3 separate regions of the Mus musculus genome follow, and all the other regions are linked to region 3. The links are chromatin contacts, called in public Hi-C maps. All regions are on one chromosome and are shown on one strand. Each heading gives the region's core, a stretch centred on a gene start, on an enhancer-like site or on the middle of the called end of the contact. The rest is flanking DNA. Distances are from core to core; before and after follow the strand shown.

Evidence for each region. A called contact is a pair of places that touch in the nucleus more often than the background predicts.
Region 1: a Hi-C map of Sertoli cells shows a contact between it and region 3, with 1.5 times the contacts expected there. The contact joins two enhancer-like sites. A contact is called at or near these places in 1 of 484 Hi-C or Micro-C datasets (Sertoli cells) and 2 of 115 datasets of contacts at active chromatin or transcription factors (embryonic basal ganglia and embryonic midbrain).
Region 2: a contact with region 3 is called in a Hi-C map of liver, with 2.2 times the contacts expected there. The contact joins two enhancer-like sites. A contact is called at or near these places in 2 of 484 Hi-C or Micro-C datasets (bone marrow-derived macrophages and liver), 6 of 115 datasets of contacts at active chromatin or transcription factors (Th17 cells, extraembryonic endoderm stem cells, liver and 3 more) and 2 of 9 other capture datasets (adipose tissue and liver).

Annotation. Positions count from the first base shown.
Region 1 is chr10:95,812,342-95,816,057 of GRCm38.p6, forward strand. No RefSeq gene overlaps it. Among named protein-coding and RNA genes, the nearest start is that of Gm33377, 3.1 kb to the right of the region's middle. Within about 2 kb of position 1,255, at least 8 of the 459 cell types and tissues checked have an H3K27ac peak or open chromatin away from gene starts, as enhancers often do. A contact at or near this core is called in Sertoli cells, where this site is marked.
Region 2 is chr10:95,834,914-95,838,488 of GRCm38.p6, forward strand. All of the region lies in intron 1 of Gm33377 (a long non-coding RNA gene), which reads left to right. All of the region lies in intron 1 of Gm33543 (predicted gene, 33543), which reads right to left. Among named protein-coding and RNA genes, the nearest start is that of Gm33543, 6.2 kb to the right of the region's middle. Within about 2 kb of position 1,763, at least 3 of the 459 cell types and tissues checked have an H3K27ac peak or open chromatin away from gene starts, as enhancers often do. A contact at or near this core is called in liver, where this site is marked.
Region 3 is chr10:95,621,773-95,625,506 of GRCm38.p6, forward strand. No RefSeq gene overlaps it. Among named protein-coding and RNA genes, the nearest start is that of Gm33336, 8.6 kb to the right of the region's middle. Within about 2 kb of position 1,924, at least 79 of the 459 cell types and tissues checked have an H3K27ac peak or open chromatin away from gene starts, as enhancers often do. A contact at or near this core is called in Sertoli cells and liver, where this site is marked.

The DNA.
Region 1 (3,716 bases), core at 5-2,504, 190 kb after region 3:
GTAGAAGCCAGAGGTGCTTGGATCGCCCTGGAGCTAGAATTACAGGCTATTGTGAACCATCTGACACGGATGCTAGGAATTGAACCCAGGTCCTCAGGAAGAACAGTCCATGCTGCTGAACCATCTCCCCATGCCCTCTGCCTCCTCCTCCTCCTCTTCTCTTTCTCCTCCTCCTCTTCCTCCTCCTCTTCTCTTTCTCCGCCTCCTCCTCCTCCTCCTCTTCTCTTTCTCCTCCTCCTCTTCCTCCTCCTCCTCTTCTCTTTTTCCTCCTCCTCTTCCTCCTCCTCCTCTTCCTAAATGAAGAATTTAAATGCAGTCTTTACATCTCTCTCAAAAATGAAAGAAAGGAAGAAAGAAAGAGAGAGAGAGAGAGAGAGAGAGAGAGAGAAAGAAAGAAAGAAAGAAAGAAAGAAAGAAAGAAAGAAAGAAAGAAAGAAAGAAAGAAAGATCTCTTTAGCTCCTTGGGTATTTTCTCTAGCTCCTCTATTGGGGGCCCTGTGATCCATCCAATAGCTGACTGTGAGCATCCACTTCTGTGTTTGCTAGGCCCCTGCATAGGTGGAACAACATTATGAACTAACCAGTACCCCGGAGCTCTTGACTCTAGCTGCATATGTATCAAAAGATGGCCTACTCGGCCATCACTGGAAAGAGAGGCCCATTGGACAGGCAAACTTTATATGCCCCAGTACAGGGGAATGCCAGGGCCAAAAAGTGGGAGTGGGTGGGTAGGGGGGTGGGGGGAGGGTATGGGGGACTTTTGGGATAGCATTGGAAATGTAAATGAGGAAAATACCTAATTAAAAAAATTAATAAATAAAAACATAAAATTAAGAAAGAAAGAAAGAAAAAAGGAAAGAAAGAAAGAAAAGCTGAAGTAGCAATTATATTAACGTTTACTGTGTTTTGCTCTTAGGGGGTAATATATTTTTAACTATGGATTCCCAACTTTGAGAATTTCATTGCTGTGAAAATTCCATTCAGCATGTGTTCCATTTTCTCTCTTATGAAATACGTTGTGGACGGGGGTTGGGGGCTGTCAGCATCTTTAAAAGACCCAGGCTGAGCTGAAGTTACGACTTCCCCAAAGCCATTATCCCCTGTGACAAGCTGGGTGTTGCTATGATTTTTTTTTTTATCCTTCTTTGATGAATAATGTTGTTGGCAAAGAGCAGATGCTCTGTGGCTCACTGGAGTCTGGAGCACTGTGCAACTGAAAGCCAGTGATATGGAGCCAGTGGGAGTTTTTATTAGGTGGACGTAATCACAGGAATAATGTCAGTCATTAACACTGTGTTGCAAACGGCCTTGGGCCCTCAGACCACAGTCGGCTCAGAATGTATGAAGAATGTGTAACTCCTAAAACTTATCTAGAAAGGGTTACCCAACCCTCCCTCTTCTTCCAAAAAGCCAAGAGTAGATGTAGGGAGGGTCTCTCACATTTACACTGATTTCTTGTGTATTCCCAGGTCTTCCCTGGGTGAGAATCAGAGAATCCTTAGGAAGACAGTCGATATTCTTGGGGTGCTTCGCGTCAGTTCAATGAGCAGAATGTTTGCAATAACTGGCTGCAGACACAATGTTTACAAGTCACAAGCAGTTTGGGGAGCAAAGTAACTACTCTTCTATATTAGAGCCATTTGAAAACATATACCCAGGGTACCGAGAAAAAGAAATACATGAATTAGGGCTGGAGAGATGGCTCAGCGGTTAAGAGCACTTACTGCTCTACCAGAGGTCCTGAGTTCAATTCCTAGCAACCACATGGTGGCTCACAACCATCTGTAATGGGATCTGATACACTCTTAAGAGTCAAAGAATTCAGAGGACAGCTCAAGAACAAACCGAAAATCTATAGGTCTTTAATCAGGGAAGATGTTATTTACAATAGATAGTCTTAACGACCCCAAAAACTCTCTCATAATTTGGTGTCAACCCATAGATTCTACCCACAGAAGCATAAATATTTGTGGGAAAAGGTAGGAAAATAAACAGATAGCATACAATTAAACTAAATGAAAATTTTAAAATAATGGTGATCTGTTTAGCACTGTGTGGTTTACAGAACACCTTCTGCATTTGATTACCTGTGTGCTCGCCACTAACCTGGGAGTGAAGCGCCTGCTTTGTGAGGCTGCTCACTTTCCTGATGCACGGTGACAGGTGATTTGCTGCGAAAACTACAAACAACTTCTGTTGGATTTGGACCTCACCTCTGGACTCTCCTGTCAAAGTCCTTCTGAGCGTAGTGCCTTGAGATCAATCCATGAGCCAAATTCTCTAAAAAAAAATTTTTTTCAGAAAGAGGTTCAGAGAAATGATATGATTCGGTCTAAGATCCTTAGCTAAGGGCTAGGCCACACCTCCATCCAACTTCTTGTCTTACACTCTTTAATATCAAGTCATTAAAGTATGCAAGTTTGAACTAAACGCATGATAAAATTCTTGCATAGATGGCCAAGAACACATAGCCAGAAAATGGTAGGCTGGTTACAACTCAAGTAAGAAGACCTGTGTATACACTCAAAAATGATGCCAGAGAGAGAAAGAGAGAGAGAGAGAGAGAGAGAGAGAGAGAGAGAGAGAGAGAGAGAGAGAGAGAGAGAGATGTTTGTGATTATAAACAAGTGCAGAGATGGAACTCCATCTGCTTAGGAAAGCCTTTTAACAGCTCAACCAGTTGGAAATAGCATAATAATGTAAACGTTCAGGTCAATTGAGGCAATAAATAATGAATGTCTGTCTGTCTTCATTATTTCACTCATTGGCTAAGTGCATACATCTACTGTGTGTTTGCCAAGACCACAGCTGTCTTGGAGTTGACATGCTATGACATCTTTAAAAGCACAGTCTAACTTGTATGAAATTGTCAAAGAATAGGCTGGGTACTCAGATGGAATGCAAGAGGAAGAAGTCAATTAGTGCAGGGATAGGCAGTGTCTGTCTGTCTGTCTGTCTGTCTCTTGTCTGTCTTTCTTTGTCTGTCTTTGTCTCTGTCTGTCTCTGTCTGTCTCTGTCTGTCTCTGTCTGTCTGTCTGTCTCTCTCTCTCTCTCTCTCTCTCTCACCACCACCACCACCACCACCACCACCACCACCACCCCATCTCTCCTTCCTGGCCACCACATTGTGAGTCCCTCTGCTTTGCTGTGCCTTCCCACAAGAATGGACTAACACCCCAGAATCCATGAGCCACAATAGATCTTCCCTCTCTGACATTGTTGTGTCAGATGCTCTGTCACAGCCATGGAAAGTGTAGCCACAACACCTTCCATTACTCAGGGTAATAGTAATTTCTTTCTTTTTTTTTTCTTTTTTTGTAATGATATAACAGTCAGGTCAGACACTGTTCAAGCACATCCATGGAGCTTGTGCAGAGACCGGACAGGTTTAGCTTCTTCTTATGAAAAATCTTTGCTAATTGAACCAGCAGCACACATAGTGAATAAGCAGGCTCTCTGCATGTGTGAGAGATTTGTCTTCCTAAGATGTGCGGCTTAGGGAAGCTACTCAGGAGTACTTGAAGAAATGCAAACAAGCAGCCAGTTAGGATCAAAGCATTGAGGTCTCTGCACTTTTAGTTTTTAATCCCTCTTTCCTTGTAAGTGTGAGTTCCTGCAGCAACCAGCTCCTGAAGCCGGAAGTCATGGCTTACTGGTATTCCCTGCCTCCCAGTAAGCCATGCACGGAAGGCAAGTCCTCTGCTACTGAGTTATTT
Region 2 (3,575 bases), core at 513-3,012, 210 kb after region 3:
CCAGGGCTAGGAAGATCACTGGCCAGCAGCAGAATTCTGATTCAGTGATACATCCTGTCTCAGAGGAACAAGATAGACAATAGGAGTGCGGGATACCCTGTACTTTTTCTGGCTCCCAGACAGAAGATGCATACTCCCACACCCATACACACACAAAGGAATTGTTGCTTACTTGGATATATAAAATAATGATATTAATGTAATACTAATTTGAAATATCATTACTGAGTTTCACCATAAACCTGAATAAAAGGAGAAAAAAAATCCTTGCCCCAGAGGTTTAAATTGAAGTCCCTATGAGTTAGTTGACTGTCAAGTTGACATTTATTTTAAGCTATTCTAGTGAAAACAGAAAGGTGAATAAACGGGGATCCATCCCATAATCAGCTTCCAAAAGCTGACACCATTGCACACACTAGCAAGATTTTGCTGAAAGGACCCAGATATAGCTCTCTCTTGTGAGACTATGCCGGGGTCTAGCAAACACAGAAGTGGATGCTCACAGTCAGCTATTGGATGGATCACAGGGCCCCCAGTGGAGGAGCTAGAGAAAGTACCCAAGGAGCTAAAGGGATCTGCAACCCTACAGGTGGAACAACATTATGAACTAACCAGTACCCCGGAGCTCTTGACTCTAGCTGCATATGTATCAAAAGATGGCCTAGTTGGCCATCACTGGAAAGAGAGGCCCATTGGGCTTACAAACTTTATATGCCCCAGTACAGGGGAATGCCAGGGCCAAAAAGTGGGAGTGGGTGAGTAGGGAAGTGGGGGGGTTATGGGGGCCTTTTGGGATAGCATTGGAAATGTAAATGAGGAAAATACCTAATAAAATACATATATATATATATAAAGAAAGGTGAATAAAATAACAGAAACTAAATGGAGAAGGAACTAGGGAAAATGTTGACAACACGCGAGATTTGGGCCCCTGGCAGCTGAGAGTATTCTTCTTACATGTGCGTCTGTTTGATAATTTGCATTATAAAAACATAAAGCTACAACGAAGTATCAAGTAGGTATAGTGGTACCTTTTTTTCTGATTATTAGAGATACATTCTTGGAAGTGAAATTGCAAGATCAAATATTACACATGTTTTGAGAACTTGTTCTATTTGAATAAATAAACTTTAAACCAGAGTTATTTATTTTTAGTAATATGGAATTCATGTTAAAGTTCTAACATAGTGAGCAAAAAAAAAAAAAAAGATTTTTGTTTTGTTATTTGCCCAAGGATAACTGTTTCTTTGGATAACTGTCCCTATTCCTACAGAATATTAGTTGTGTCATTTCCAGCCTGTTGGATACCCAACAGGGAAATGTGTGAGGAGCAGTCTTTGCTTAATAATACTTCTGCTCATGTTTGGAAAAAGAACTGCAGTTGGCTTTCTGGGTTTTACTTTTGAAATGAAGAGAAGTTAAGGTTTATGTCTTTGGCCATGTGGTGAGACAGAGAGATGTCATTCCACAGTATAGGAATGACTGAAGCATGGTGCTCTGAGGATGGGAGTTGGGGGCAGAGCCAGTGGTGTTTAAGCCCATGGAGAAGTAAAATGGTGAAAAGAATCAAGGCTGAAAAGGACGAGGGGACAGATGTAGCTCTCTCTGAAAGGCCTCAGCAACAGGAGATGGCAGAGCTTTAAAACAAAAGTAACAGGTGGGCAGGCACATTGGCTCAGTGACTTTTCCACATTGTGGACAAGCCAAAACATCTGGGTTTAAGCCTCATGCCCTACGTGGTAGAAGGAGAGATCGTGTTGCAAGTTGTCCTCTGACCTCCACATGGGTGTCACTGGGCATTTGTATGTGTGTGGCACGCCCACAGGGTAAGCGGATAAATGTACAAACATTTTAAGAAAGAAATTAAAAACAAGAGGGGGAGAGAAAGAAAAGCTTTATACCATGTGTTAATGATTTGCCAGTCTTAGTCAACAGAAGAATTTGGTAGGCTACAGGAGGCAAATTTCTCAGCAACGTCCCTGCCTCTCCTTCCAACCACCACTCTGCCCCTGACATTTAGCTGGGGCTCCTCCTCTACCTAAGATAGAAATAGAGAAGTATCACGGGGGATTGTTCAGGTTCTGGCATGGGGGACGATGTATGCTCAAGTCTACATGATTTGCTAGGGGCTGTGAGTAAGATGAACAGTGGGGAAAGGACATGTGTATTGAGAAATAGTTTTGCCACAAAGTTTAAGTGCAAAGGTCCGTGAGTGTATTCTGTGACAAATGTGATTTCAAAAGGTGTTTTTTTTTTAAAGGTGATAAAAACAGGACAAATGTCCAAAAAGTCACATTTTGTCTTGGTCAATGTCGTCATCTGAATGTGCTTACTCACTGCTCTAGATCATTCTTTTTAATTTTCCAAGTATATACACCAAGTGTATATAGCATGGTTTAGAGTTAGATGCTATGAGGACATGAAGAGACAGACATATCCCACTGATCTGGGAGAATGGAGACCAAAAATGCATGAAATGTAGCATCTGGAGAGTTCAGTAGAAACGGCAGGAGTGAAAAATGAACTCAGGTCAGTTTGCAGAGCATGTGATTGAAGGAGGATCGCACCAGATCTTAAGAGACATCTGCACAGTGCTTCATTTCTTATAGAGTACCCTGCATTGAGGACAAGCATGGGGTCCGCCCGGCTCTGCTTGGGTAGATTCAGAGTGCTTTGTGAAGCTGAGAGCCTCATATGGCTGCACAGTGTTCATCAGTCTGTTCTCAGTTGTAATACAGTAAAATGAGCCTCTGATTAGCTTCTGGACATCAGTGCTAATTCTGAGCATCCAGGACCCATGACGCCTATCAATATTTGGAGACATGATAGATTCCTCCCGTACTCCAAACAGTTAACTACCTTCAACCATAAATCTTCTAATACTCTCCTATGGTTGCTCAGAAAATCTGTAAAGTTTCTCTTGACCTCACTCTCTTCATTTACATATGCTATCTTTATACTTCTTCTATTAGGGAGCACCCTGTGGGCAGTAGATGGGGTTAATGTCTACAAACTACAGAGGGACTATGATGGGATGTTTCCTTAGGGATGTTTAGAGTGATACCTCGTTTTTATAGACAGCGATTCTGGGACTCCCTGAAAATTAGCTCCATTTTGTTTTAAGTCAGACTTCTATTCAAATGATATCCAGTCTGATCTTTGACTAAAATATAGTTTATAGGCTACTTGTGTCTAAATTAAGTAAGATTATTAGAAATAAAGAAATAAAAGGTGTTGTGCACCTGTAATTTCACTACTTGGGAGGTGGAGGAAGAAGAGTCAGGAGACTGAGACTACACAAGACCCATCTGAAGAGAAGAAATGAGGAAGAGAGGAAGGGGGGGTGCTATTGAATCAGAGTATCTGGGTATGGAGTATGATAATCTACCTTTTAATGAAATGCTATAATGCTTCTTACACAAGTTGGCATTTCAGAACTATCTATTTGATGGTTATTAATATAGACTTTTCCAGTTTCCAGCTGTGTGGCACAGCAGCAATTTATTTAACATCTCTGGGTTGCAGTCTCTTCCAGATTAAGATAATTAATTCTTCAGGATTATTTATTAAAATGA
Region 3 (3,734 bases), core at 674-3,173:
CCATGGGAGTTTTGTTCCCAATTCTAAGAAGGGGGGAAGTGTCCACACTTTGGTTTTCATCTGGACTCTCCTTTTAACAAAGCATATGTGAGAAAATGTTTCCATAGACAAACTTGGGAGAGCTGGGTGTTAAGTATATATATAATATCCTACAAAGGCTCATTGACCACACAACCGAGCACTTCTGGGGCCCTTTCCTAGCTCATTAGCTCATTCCGATTCTTGGGAGCACTCTGTCTATGTTTCTGTTTCTGATTGAGAGTCCAGGTGTTGCCTTATGCCTGGAATACGAGACCCTGAAACCGAGTGTCTTTCTGACGCTTATCCACAGAGAGGCACTCCTATGCACATGTCAACACTCTGGGCTTTCTCACTATTTCTCTGACTTCTATCTTATTTAAAAGACAAGACTCTTGCCGGGCGTGGTGGTGCACGCCTTTAATCCCAGCACTCGGGAGGCAGAGGCAGGCGGATTTCTGAGTCCGAGGCTAGCCTGGTCTACAAAGTGAGTTCCAGGACAGCCAGGGCTATACAGAGAAACTCTGTCTCGAAAAAAAAAAAAGACAAGACTCTTTCTCTATTTCCCTCCCTGCAACTGCTGGGATTTATAAGAACTTGCCTGTTCTATTGTTTTTCTCTCAAATGTTAATGAAATTGTCCTCAGGCTTCCTTCTGAGTCCATTTTAAACTTATTTTATTAATAGGACTAAGAACTAGGGCCAGGTGTGGTGGTACAGGAAGCAGAGGCAGGTGGATCTCTGTGCCTCTCTGGTCTACAAAGCAAGTTCAAAAACAGTCAGGTTTTGAGGAATTCTGTTTTGAAAACACACACACACACACACACACACACACACACCCCACTGGGACTAAGAACTCAAATGGGTGAACCTCAAATTTTTTTTTTTTGGTAACAATTACGTGTTGGAAAAAAAAACCAACTTGAATTTATTTATTTAAAAGATATGTCAGCCGAGCGTGGTGGCTCATGCCTTTATTCCCAGCACTCAAGAGGCAGAGGCCAACGGATTTCTGAGTTCGAGGCCAGACTGGTCTACAAAGTGAGTTCCAGGACAGCCAGGGCTATACAGAGAAACCCTGTCTCGAAAAAGCAAAAAAAAAAAAAAAAAAAAAAAAAAAAAAAAAAAATTAAAAAATTAAAAAAAAAAATTCAGATTAATGTCTTCTGTTTCCTTTTTCTTTTCCAGTGTGACTATTTAGAAAAATCCCCAGTTACACAGGAGGCTCCCATTTTATTCCTATTGGGCAACACCCAGTCTACCAAGTTAAAGGCTTGTTTACTGCAGTTGCTAAGATATTCTCCCTTTCTCTATCTCTCTCTTTCTTGAGAACACTAGCTCCCTCCCCCCACCTGTGTGTGTATATGTGTGTGTGTGTGTGTGTGTGTGTGTGTGTGTGTGTGTGTGTGCCTCTCAATAAAACCAGGTTCCCTTGGAGACACTTCGTACTGATTTGGGAGCCAGCTTCCTTGAGGCTTTTGGGGTGCACATTGCTGCCCTGTACCACTCTGTGCCATAACTGACTCCCCACCCCAGAGGCTCAGGGAAAAACACGTGCCTGTTTTGGCAAAGGAGGCACTGCTGCCAAGGACACTGGCCCAAAGTATTGAGGAGGACTTTGACCCCCACTGTCACTGGAATGTGAGCCTGACTTTGATTTAACCCCTTATCCTCCAGTATCCTGCCTTGTGGCCCAGACTCCAAATTAGAGCTCAAACCTCTTGTCTGAGTCTACCATGTGGCTGCAACAGTAGGTGGGTTCCTCCATGCCTGGCTCAGGTGTAACCTTTTTTTTTTTTTTTTTTTTCTCCCCCAGAAAAACTAGGAGGAGGGTAGGAAAAACGAAAAAACAAAGTCTCAAATCCAGCTTGGTAGTCAGTCTGTCGTGTAAAGGGAAACAGAAATCCTGGACTGATGTTGCAACCATCCACCCATAGTAGATTCCAACCAGCTAAGCTAGCTTTGGACACATCGCTATGCTAAAGCTTCAGGTTTTGTTGTTGTTGTTGTTGTTGTTGTTGTTGTTTTCTTCTTCTGTGTCAGCTGCCTGTAAGATGAACTCTATAATGATTTCTTCAGAGAACTGTTGAAGTATCAGCTAAGCACGCAATAGAGTACTGTGGACCACAGCCTTGTTGGTTGGGGGCGGTGGGGGAGTGATACTTTATAGCCAGATCCTAGGGTTACGCTGTTTTATTTGGCCAGAGAAGTGTTGTATAAATGAATGGGAATCCTTTTTGGTGGGCACACCCCAATGTGTGGGGCTTTGCTTCGTACTTGTGTCTTGGTTGACTGCTGAAGACAGACATGTCCTATACCTTGTACAGTGGTTGTGCTAGGTAACCGGGTAACAGAGCCACATGACTGAGGGCAGCCTGAGTACCAGGCACTTTCTGGACCATCGACATAGTTCCTGTCTTTGACAGCTCTCTGACAAGCACACAATAGAACAATGGAATCCAGAAGGACAGCAGCTCTTAGCTACTGAATGCATCAACATTCAGGTTGTGAGGAACGCAAGCTACTAACTGCCTCAGGGGAAGATTTGTTTGAGAGAAGAAATGCTTTTGAGCCAAGATCTGCCCTTAAGATTAGCTCCTGGTTCCGAACTACTTCATACTCTCCCAACAGATGAAAGACTCTCCAAAGAAATTGAAAATCTGATTCACCAAATCTATTTCTTTTGCAGGGCCCTGTTTCACCTCTATCTGCTTGAATTAGGTTGTTTGTTTGTTTGTTTTTTTTAATTAATTAATTGATTGGTTTTGGCCTTTTTGAGAGCTGACCTAGAACCCATTATGTAGCCCAGGTTGGTCTGAAATTCTCTAGACTCCCCAGCCTTAGCCTCCTGAATGGATGCTGGGATTATAGACCAGGGTTCAAATGAATTTGTAAGAGAATCATTTTCTTTTTTTAACCAATGTTCATTTATTATTAAAGTTGTAATAAAATATTTATCAATGCATATAAAATGCAGAAATAACTGATATTTTTTCCAAGAAAGATAACTGATAAAATATTTAATTACAAGATGAAACAGAAATATGCCCAATGACTTTTGTTTTGTTTTGTTTTTAAGTCTGTCTCTTTCTATATGTGTGTGTTGTTTGTTTTAAAGGCAGGGTCTCAATTAGCCCAGGCTGGCCTTCAATTCCCGATCGTCCTATCTCTACCTCCAGAGAGCTAGGATGTCAGGCGTGCTCCATCATGCCTGGCTAGGGTTTTAAAGTCATCTTCTTGAATAGATACCATAATATTGAATATATTAACTAGGCATTATGATACACATCTGTAATCTCAGCACTTGGGAGGATCAGACATTCAAGGTTGGCCCATGTCTTTAATTCCAATTCTTGGGAGGCAGAGGCTGGCAGATCTCTATGAGCTGCAGGCCAGCCTGGTCTACAGACTGAGTTGTTCCAGGTCAGTCAGAGCTTTACAGAGAAATGCTATCTCAATCCCTCTTACCTCCCCTGAAATCTCCCCCCCCCCCCCCAAACACACACACACACACAGAGAAGTTCAAGGTTGTTCTTGGCTACATAATAAATTCAAGGCCAGTCGCAGCTACATAAGAGGCTATCTTACTTCAGCCACGCAGGCCAGCCCTGCAAGTGCCCTTTGAATCCAGAACGACCAGAAGCTGTTTGTTTAGGAAGTCGGAGCTCAAGTTCACGATGGTAGCTGCCTTTGGCATTGGTTCTTCCTTAGTGATAA